Linked DNA regions of Mus musculus: region 2 is linked to region 1. The links are chromatin contacts, called in public Hi-C maps. All regions are on one chromosome and are shown on one strand. Each heading gives the region's core, a stretch centred on a gene start, on an enhancer-like site or on the middle of the called end of the contact. The rest is flanking DNA. Distances are from core to core; before and after follow the strand shown.

Region 1 (4,088 bases), core at 1,062-3,561:
CTCGGAGGACGCTTGGTAAAAGCTAGGCAGCAAGGAGAAGTCCTTCACAGAGATCGACTATGCCTCCCTAGGACTTGACCACCTTGTGTGTGGCTGGGTGGACAGAGACCTCAATCTGCTAGTGATGAAGGACAAAGAAGCCTAGTCTAGCAGTGTGTTATGAGGGTTCCCAAGGCACAGGCAGGGTCTCCCCCAACAGGCATTGCTTCTCACTGAGTGTTTGCGCCAATCAATAGAGAATCTTTCTTTCGGTCTACTCCATCAGGTTTCATAGCACACAAAGGGACTTTTTTTTTCTTTTTTTGTTCAGTACTGCTTGTAAGTAAATGAATATGGACAATTATTTAAAATACAGATTCCCAGGTCCCCATAATGCTTTTCAATGTTGGCTGGGACCCTAGCCCGCTCTTGGTAGTTGTGATAAAGTCCTGTCTGACAGAGTTTGGGTTGAACATTGTTTTTTTAACCTTCACGGATCACTGCTGGTGCGAAGGCTTGTGGGCAAAAGCAGTTCCCAATGGCCCTTAGCCCTGGGCAGTACCGCTTCCCTATCGCCCTCAGGGGCTGTTCTGTGGGTCTTACAGCCCTTCTTGAGCACAGCTATACTTAGCTGCAGACACTCTACAGGGGCCCAGCCTCCAGAAATAGGATTTGAGTTGCGGGGCAGGGCTTGTCTGCCCCAGCACGAGTCCTACTTATCATCAGTTCTGAAGCTGAGAAATCAAATCCATGTTTGAGTAATAATATCCAAGTAAATATACAACAGTTCAAAGCCAACACAAGGTTGCTGGTTTCAGAACTCCTGCCCCTGCGCTAGCGCTTAAGTCTCCGTTGTAGCGCTGGGAGTGAGGCAAAGGCAGAGAGCACTTCCCATTTTACAGATAGAATCTGGGCCTCAGAAAACAGGCCACCCGTACAAGTGTCACCGCTGAGACTGCTAATAATCGGTCCCAGACTTTTCTCCTCTTCCCTGTACTGTTCCATCCTATCCTGTTTGATCAACTCTTCAGTCCTTAGATTTGAAAACCAAGGGTTCCCCTGACCCTCCCCCCTCCTCCACACACATACGCACAATGTCAGGCTTGTGGTTTAGGAACCAACAATTTTGACAAAGACACAGTTAAGATTCTCTGCAACAATGACCAGGACAAGTTTAAATAAAAGTACGAATTCTCATTTGAAGCTTTAGAGGAAGACATGGAGCGGCTTTGTTTGTTAAAACTCAGGTGGCATGAGTCGAATGGGCTTTCAAAGTACTTGTACCAACTAATCTTTCAGATGTTTCTAGTGGGGAGCAGAGCCTGATCTGGCTGTACTTACACGTGTGGGCCAGCTGTGGGCCTTTTTTCCTTACCCCGTGTTACTGATATTGTGGCCTCAATAGCGCTGTGGTGCAAATACTTACAGCCAATCTTATATTTTTATTTATTTATTTATTTTTAACCACTGTAGAAACAGTTGTTAAGCATTTCCCAGGCACCCAAGCTAGCAACTAATTGAGCCTGGCACCAACTGGTACCCAAATGTTCTCTGTCATGTGTACAGGCTCATCTTCAGGATTGGTTTTGGCCTCTAACCACAAAGTCATACCTGAGTGCCATTCTTTAAGTGGGAAATTCTTTCCATCTGCCTTTGCAAAATCATGCTGATGGGTTTCCACTAATAATAGTCCTCTGTGTGCATGTGGAGCTTGCAAAGAGTCTGCATGGCCCTCATCACTTTCAAGTTTCATGTGATCCATGGGGCAGATGCCTTCTCTCCTTGGTAGAAAGAAAAGGGTCTGACAGGGAATGTGACTGCTCCCACAGTCAGAGGCCTTGCAAGTGGCAGGTGGACCTTGAGCCATCTTCAGCTTCCGCGTTCTGTGCACCTGCCTCTCACCAGCTGCTTCCTTCACCTCAGACACTTGCTAGATCACTCACTTGCTCGCAATGCCTGAAGGTTAGGCTGCTGTCGGCAGCATGGAAGCGTCTAGCAGCCATTTGGGGTTAACACCAGTCTTGGACTTTGACAGGAAGGAATAGACTCTCTAGCTTGGGGGTGTAAATATAAGCCACCCATTTCGCTATTCTGCCGAGAAGAAAGGTGTCCACTTTTGTTCCCTGTTGGTGCTTGGTTTTCTGTGATTCCGTTTAAACGCTGTTATGGGGACCTTGTGTTTTTAGGTCCTTCTCTCAGTAAGAACTTGGAGCCTCTCAAATGACCCAGCATAAATGGTCCGCTTCCCTTCTTGCACAACCCCCACCCAGCCTTGTTACTGCCCAGCGCTGTATTGATTGGAAAGCATTTCACAATGCGTTTTCAAAACATGCTGAAGGTCGAGACTGAGTGACTCATAGGCCGTCACATTTCTTTCTGCTTTAGTCCCTCTGGACTTTATCGGTTAGGTTGGCTAATGGAAGTCCCTAAAGAAACTGTTAACTGCCCAACCTTGGCCAGTAGGATGCAGGATTAGTAGGTGGCTTCACAAAATAATTCCTAATCACGTCTGTGGCGATGGACCTGTGGAAATCTCTTTGGTTTTTGAATGCCAAGTCTCTAGAAGAATAAGAAGTCAGGAGAGGGTTCCCGAGCTCATTTTGCCAGCTCTGGCTCCCAGAGCATCAGAGAGCCGACAACGTCAGGTGAGCGAGTCAGCTGATACCCGAGGCTCTCCTGCTGCTCTGGGTGATCTATGCCACTCCATTCGTCTGGGGAACTTGGGGCCATGACCCTGATCCAGGCCTTCAGAGCTGGCTGCCAGAGGCTAAAGGATGTTGTCCTGGGCAGTGAAGAATGCCTGGGAGCATAGTAGTAACGGATAGTTCCGGGTAGCAGTGAGGGTTCTGGGCTAACACACAGCCTTATCTCCACTACCTGAGGTTTTTGACCAGTGGCTCGGCCAGTTAGCATCTTGATTTTCTACCACCTGGTAAAGGAAGGTCTTCCTGACACTTTATTTCCCAGGCTGGCTTTGAAGAGCAAATGATAGAATGTATGCAGAGTATCATCAGGAAGAGCCTGCAGCATGACTCCTTATGGACTACTAGAACACTTGGCTTTGAATTATTAATTAATTAATTAATTTTTATTTTTCATAGTTTCCTAACTTTTTAAATTAGATATCTTCTTTATTTACATTTCAAATGTTATCCCCTTTCCTGGTTTCCCCTCTGAAAACCCACTACCCCTTCCCTCCTCCCCTGCTCATGAACCTACCCACTCACTCTTCCTGGCCCTAGCATTCCCCTACACAGGGACTTAGAGCCTTCACAGAACCAAGGGCCTCTTCTCCCCTTGATGACCGACTAGGCCATTCTCTGCTACATATGCAGTTGGAGCTATGAGTTCCACCATGTGTTTTCTTTGGTTTTGTCCTTGGGAGCTATGGCAGTACTGGTTGGTTCCTATTGTTGTTCCTCCTATGGGGCTACAAACCCCTTCAGCTCCTTGGGTCCTTTCTCTAGCTCCTTCATTGGGGACCCTGTGCTCAGTCCAATGGATGGTTATAAGCATCCACTTCTGTATTTGTTAGGCATTGGCAGAGTGTCAGCAAGTACTTATTGGCATCCACAATAGTTTCTGTGTTTGGTTATTGTATATGGGATAGAACCCCAGGTGGGGTAGTCTCTGGATGGTCATTCAGCTTTGGAATTCTTTACATGCAAGCTTTTTGAACCCCTAAAAAATACTGTTCTAAAAAAATAATCTGTCATAAAAATTAAAGCTTCCAAGTGAGTCATCTAGAATAGCCTTGAGGTTGAAAATGTGCTTAGTGACCCTCCCCCACACTCCAGGATTTTACTCTTTCAGTATTGTGAAGGCCCTTTCCCTTTAGCAGTCACAGAAATAGTATCCCAAAGCTAGGGCAGTAATAATGCTGTCTGCAGGTCTATCTCACCAGCCTAGCTCTCCTCAGTCACTCCTCTCTGCATCCCTTCCAGCCCCAAGCTGCTAACCCCCTCCTTCTGGACTGGAGAACAACCAATATAAAAACAGTGAATGCCATCATGTTCAAGTACATCCCCAGTGAGGAATGGCCATAAAGTCTTCCTGCCTCACTGTGACTGTTCCCCATGCCACCCCCAGTCTGTCTCTTCATCTGAGAC
Region 2 (4,009 bases), core at 889-3,388, 110 kb before region 1:
CAGATGAATGTAACTGAGGAAAAGTAACCAGCCATGTGGCAGAATTTAGATTAGTATGAATGGGATACTTGAGTTAAGAGCTAGTTGGGAACAAGTTTAAGGCCAAAGGCATTGTAAATAAATATAAGCCTCTGTGTTATTATTCTAGAACTGGGGCAGTGGAGCAAGGGAACACTCCATTGCTGGTTGGATTGCAAACTTTTAAAACCACTTTGGAAATCAGTTTGGCAGTTTCTCAGAAAATTGGGACTAATTCTACCTCAACCAGTTATACCATTCCTGGGCATATACCAAAAGGTGCTCCACCATAACACAAGGGTACTTGCTCAACTATGCTCATAGTAGCTTTATTCATAATAACCAGAAACTGGAAACAACCTAGACGTCCCTCAGCCAAAGAATGGATAAAGGAAATTGGGTCATTTACACAATGCAATATCACTCAGGTACACAATGGCATTTTGCTCAGCTATTAAAAATACTGGCATCATGAAACTTGCAGGCAAATGGATGGAACTAGGAAAGATCATCAGAAGTGGGGTAACCCAGTCTCAGAAAGACAAATATAGAATGTACTCGCCTATAAGTGGTTCTTAGCCATAAAGTACAGGATTGCCATGCTACAACATAACCAAAAAAGCTAAGTAATAAGGAAGACCCAATAGAGGTTGCTTGAATCTCACTGAAAAGGGGAAATAGAATAGACATCAGGGGTGGATGAAAGGAGCAGGAGGGATAAGTAGGGGGAGGTTGGAGAGAGAGAGAGTATGGGGAGAGAGAAGGGGACATCTCTGGGATGAGCTAGAAACACAGACCAATGGAAATCCCCAGGAATCTTTGTGGGTGACCATAGCTAAGACTCCTAGCCATCTTTTGCAACCAGAAAAGACTTTCAGTGGAGGTACTGGGATGCCATCCCGGCCACAAAACCTTAGAGCCAAAATTTGTCTTACCTACAAGATATACAGGGGTAAAGATGGAACAGAAATTGAGGGAATGACCAGTTGATGACTGTTGGCCAAGCTGTACTTGCAGACAGGAACCTAGCATAACTCTCATTGACAGGCTTCACCCAGCAACTGATGGAAACAGATGCAGAGACCCACTGCCAAACATTAGTCAGAGCTTGAGGAATTCAAAGAAAGAGGGGGAGGAAGGATTGAAGGAGCCAGAGAAGTCAAGAACAACACAAGAAAACCTACAGAATCAACTAACCTTGGCCCATATGGCCAAGTTGACTGAATTGCCAGAGAGCATGCATGGGACGGACCTAGGCCCTCAGTACAGAGGTAACAATTGTGCAGCTCAGTCTTCATGTGGGTGTCCTGACAACAGAGGAAGGGGCTGTCTCTGAAACCTGTTGACCATCCTTGGATCCCTTTCCCTTAACTGGGCTGTTTTGTGAAGCTTCCGCAAGAGAAGATGGGCCTAGTTTAGCCACAAATTGCTATGCCAAGGAGGGTTGATATCTGTAGAAAATCCAGTGATGGGCCAAATGGATAGGATATCCCTTTTCTGAAGAGAAAGAGAGGATGGGACAATGGGGGTGGAGAGGGAGGAGATGAGAGGGGGAGATTGGGAGGAGAGGTGAGAGGGGAAGATGTGATCAGGATATAAAGTAACTAAAAAACAAAACAAAACAAAACAAGAAAATTACACTACTTTCTTATATTTTCTCAGGTCATGATGGATTAAAACTAGAAGTGAAAGGGCAGGCCAGGTTGGTCAGTGTTAAGAGCACTTGACCTTGCAGAGGACCCAGCACCCAAATGGCAGCTGACAACTGTCTGTAACTCCAGTTCCAGGGGAACTGATGCCCTCTTCTGACTTCTAGGTCACCAGGCATGCACATGGTATACAGATATGTATATAGGCAAAGCACTCATGAACATAAAATAAAGGAGTCAAATCCAAAGTGTAGCGATAACTTTTCTTCACAATGGGTGACTCTGCATTTTCAATGGTTAATTCTGCACTGGCAGAGAGCTGAGTGCTGGCAGGGTTTTGGTGCTATCAGTTCTCTGGCCTGACACTGGATTTTTCTGTTTTGTAAATATTTGTCCTTCCTCACATGCCCAGGGCAACCTAGAATTGTATCAGAGATTGTCTCACTAGTGATGGGCTGTAATAAACATCTGATGTCCAATAACTGGGCAGGAAGGAGGAGGGTGGAACTTCTGGACAGAGAGAATGAAGGGAAAGAATGCAGCAATGGGAGAGTCAGAGAAGGGACACCAAAGGGAACAGATGGGGAGCAAAGAAAGATGTAGATCTAGTCATGTGGTAGGTCATAGGCAAGATCGTCAGGATAAGCTGGATGAGGTAGCTGGAGACTGCCCCAGTTGAAGGGCTGAGCTTTAAGCTATTTTAAAAGCACCCGTGTCATTATACCACTGGCAGGTCTGCAGGAAGACCTGCTATAAAAAAAACAAATAATGAAAAACTAGAAGCCAATAACAAGAGAAGCTACAAAACATATGGAGACTGGCTAATATGCTCTTTTACAAACAGTGAGCCATTTAGATAATTAAAATGTGCCCAGAACAGGTTCCAATGAAAGTACAACCCGTTAGAAACCCCACTGGCACAGCTAAGGCTGATCTAAGAGGGCAGCTTATAGCTATAAGTGACTGTGCTCACAAAGTACCAGAGAGATCTCAAGTAAATAACCTGACTGTATTGGTTAACTTCTCTACTGCTTTGATAAAATACCACGACCAAAAAGTACTTTAGAGGAAAGAAAGGCTTATTTGGCTCATGGTGCACAATCAACCATTGAACAAAGTCAGGTTAGGAACTCAAGGCAGAAAGCAAGAGACAGGACCGTGGAGGGAAGCTGCTTGCCAGCTAATTCCTTGGCTCACTCATTCTTCCTTTATGGTGCATCCACAGGCTTATACTTAGCTAGTTTTCTTATTTTGTTTTGTTTTAATTATAGGTATGTATGTGTTTCTGTGTTTATATTTGTAAAGAGGTATGCGAGTACCCCGAGAGGCCACAGGAAGTGTCCAGATGCTCTGGAGTTGGAGTTATAGGCATTGTAAGCCACTGACATGGGTGCTGGGGACTGAACTTGGGTCCTCTGCAAGAATAGTAAATGCTCTTAATCACTGCCCATATCTTCGGACCCTTTGCTAAATTTTCTTACAGTCTAGGAGCCCCTGCCTATACAATGGTGCCACCCATGGTAACCTTGGTTTTTTTAAAGCAGTTAAAATGTTCAAGACAACTCATTACAGTTATGTGCATAGACCAGCTTCATTGAAAGCAATTATTCAATTGATATTCTTTTTCTGATGATCCTAGGCTGCGTCAAGTTGATAGTCAATGCTAACTCAGTCATATATAACTCATGACTTCATAAAAACAAGAACCAGCCGTACCCTAAAGCATCAGGTAAAAAAATAATAACAATAAAGATTATGTACTTACATATTTACACAATATGATGTACACACTTAATAAAAGTCCACAGAATTGATCAAACAAAAAGTTAAATCCATTGAAAGGATAAACAAGATTGACAAATCACTAGCCAAACAGACCAAAAAGAATTCTCAAAGTGAAAACTAGAGATTAGAAAGGGGGTAGTTGCAACAGGTTCCCTCCAGGGAACATTAAGTAATACTTTGAAAATTTAGGTCCTCTCAAACTGGAAAATCCATAAGAAAAGGACAAATTCATAGACACACGTGAGCCCCCAAAATTGGACTAAGGGACCCACTGCTGAATTCATTTTCTGAGATAACTTCAAAACTCCTGAAACTGTGCCACAGTATAGAAAGGGAAAGGACACTAGAAAACTCATTCAAAATACCCAGTATTGCCCCATCACCAAGACTGGTAAGAACAAAACAAAGAAAGAAAACAAGATAGAAGTCTTCCTAATAGACACTTTCTTGTAAATCATATTCAAGAGCTCACTACAAAAGCCCTATAGCATGATCCAGTTCTTTGCGTTCAAGGATTGTTTAACATTTAAGTTAATAAATATAATACAGCACATAAG

The links. Hi-C and Micro-C count contacts between places; a contact is called where the count stands out from the background.
Region 2: a contact with region 1 is called in a Hi-C map of liver, with 2.2 times the contacts expected there. The contact joins two enhancer-like sites. A contact is called at or near these places in 2 of 15 datasets of contacts at CTCF or cohesin (the NIH/3T3 cell line and pro-B cells), 4 of 484 Hi-C or Micro-C datasets (the BV-2 cell line, bone marrow-derived dendritic cells, liver and 1 more) and 2 of 115 datasets of contacts at active chromatin or transcription factors (bone marrow-derived macrophages and pancreatic cancer cells).

The regions. Positions count from the first base shown.
Region 1 is chr16:24,198,169-24,202,256 of GRCm38.p6, reverse strand. The region is part of intron 1 of Gm31814 (a long non-coding RNA gene); the gene reads left to right. Among named protein-coding and RNA genes, the nearest start is that of Gm32126, 41 kb to the right of the region's middle. Within about 2 kb of position 2,311, at least 76 of the 459 cell types and tissues checked have an H3K27ac peak or open chromatin away from gene starts, as enhancers often do. A contact at or near this core is called in liver, where this site is marked.
Region 2 is chr16:24,303,665-24,307,673 of GRCm38.p6, reverse strand. No RefSeq gene overlaps it. Among named protein-coding and RNA genes, the nearest start is that of Gm38456, 9.4 kb to the right of the region's middle. Within about 2 kb of position 2,138, at least 4 of the 459 cell types and tissues checked have an H3K27ac peak or open chromatin away from gene starts, as enhancers often do. A contact at or near this core is called in liver, where this site is marked.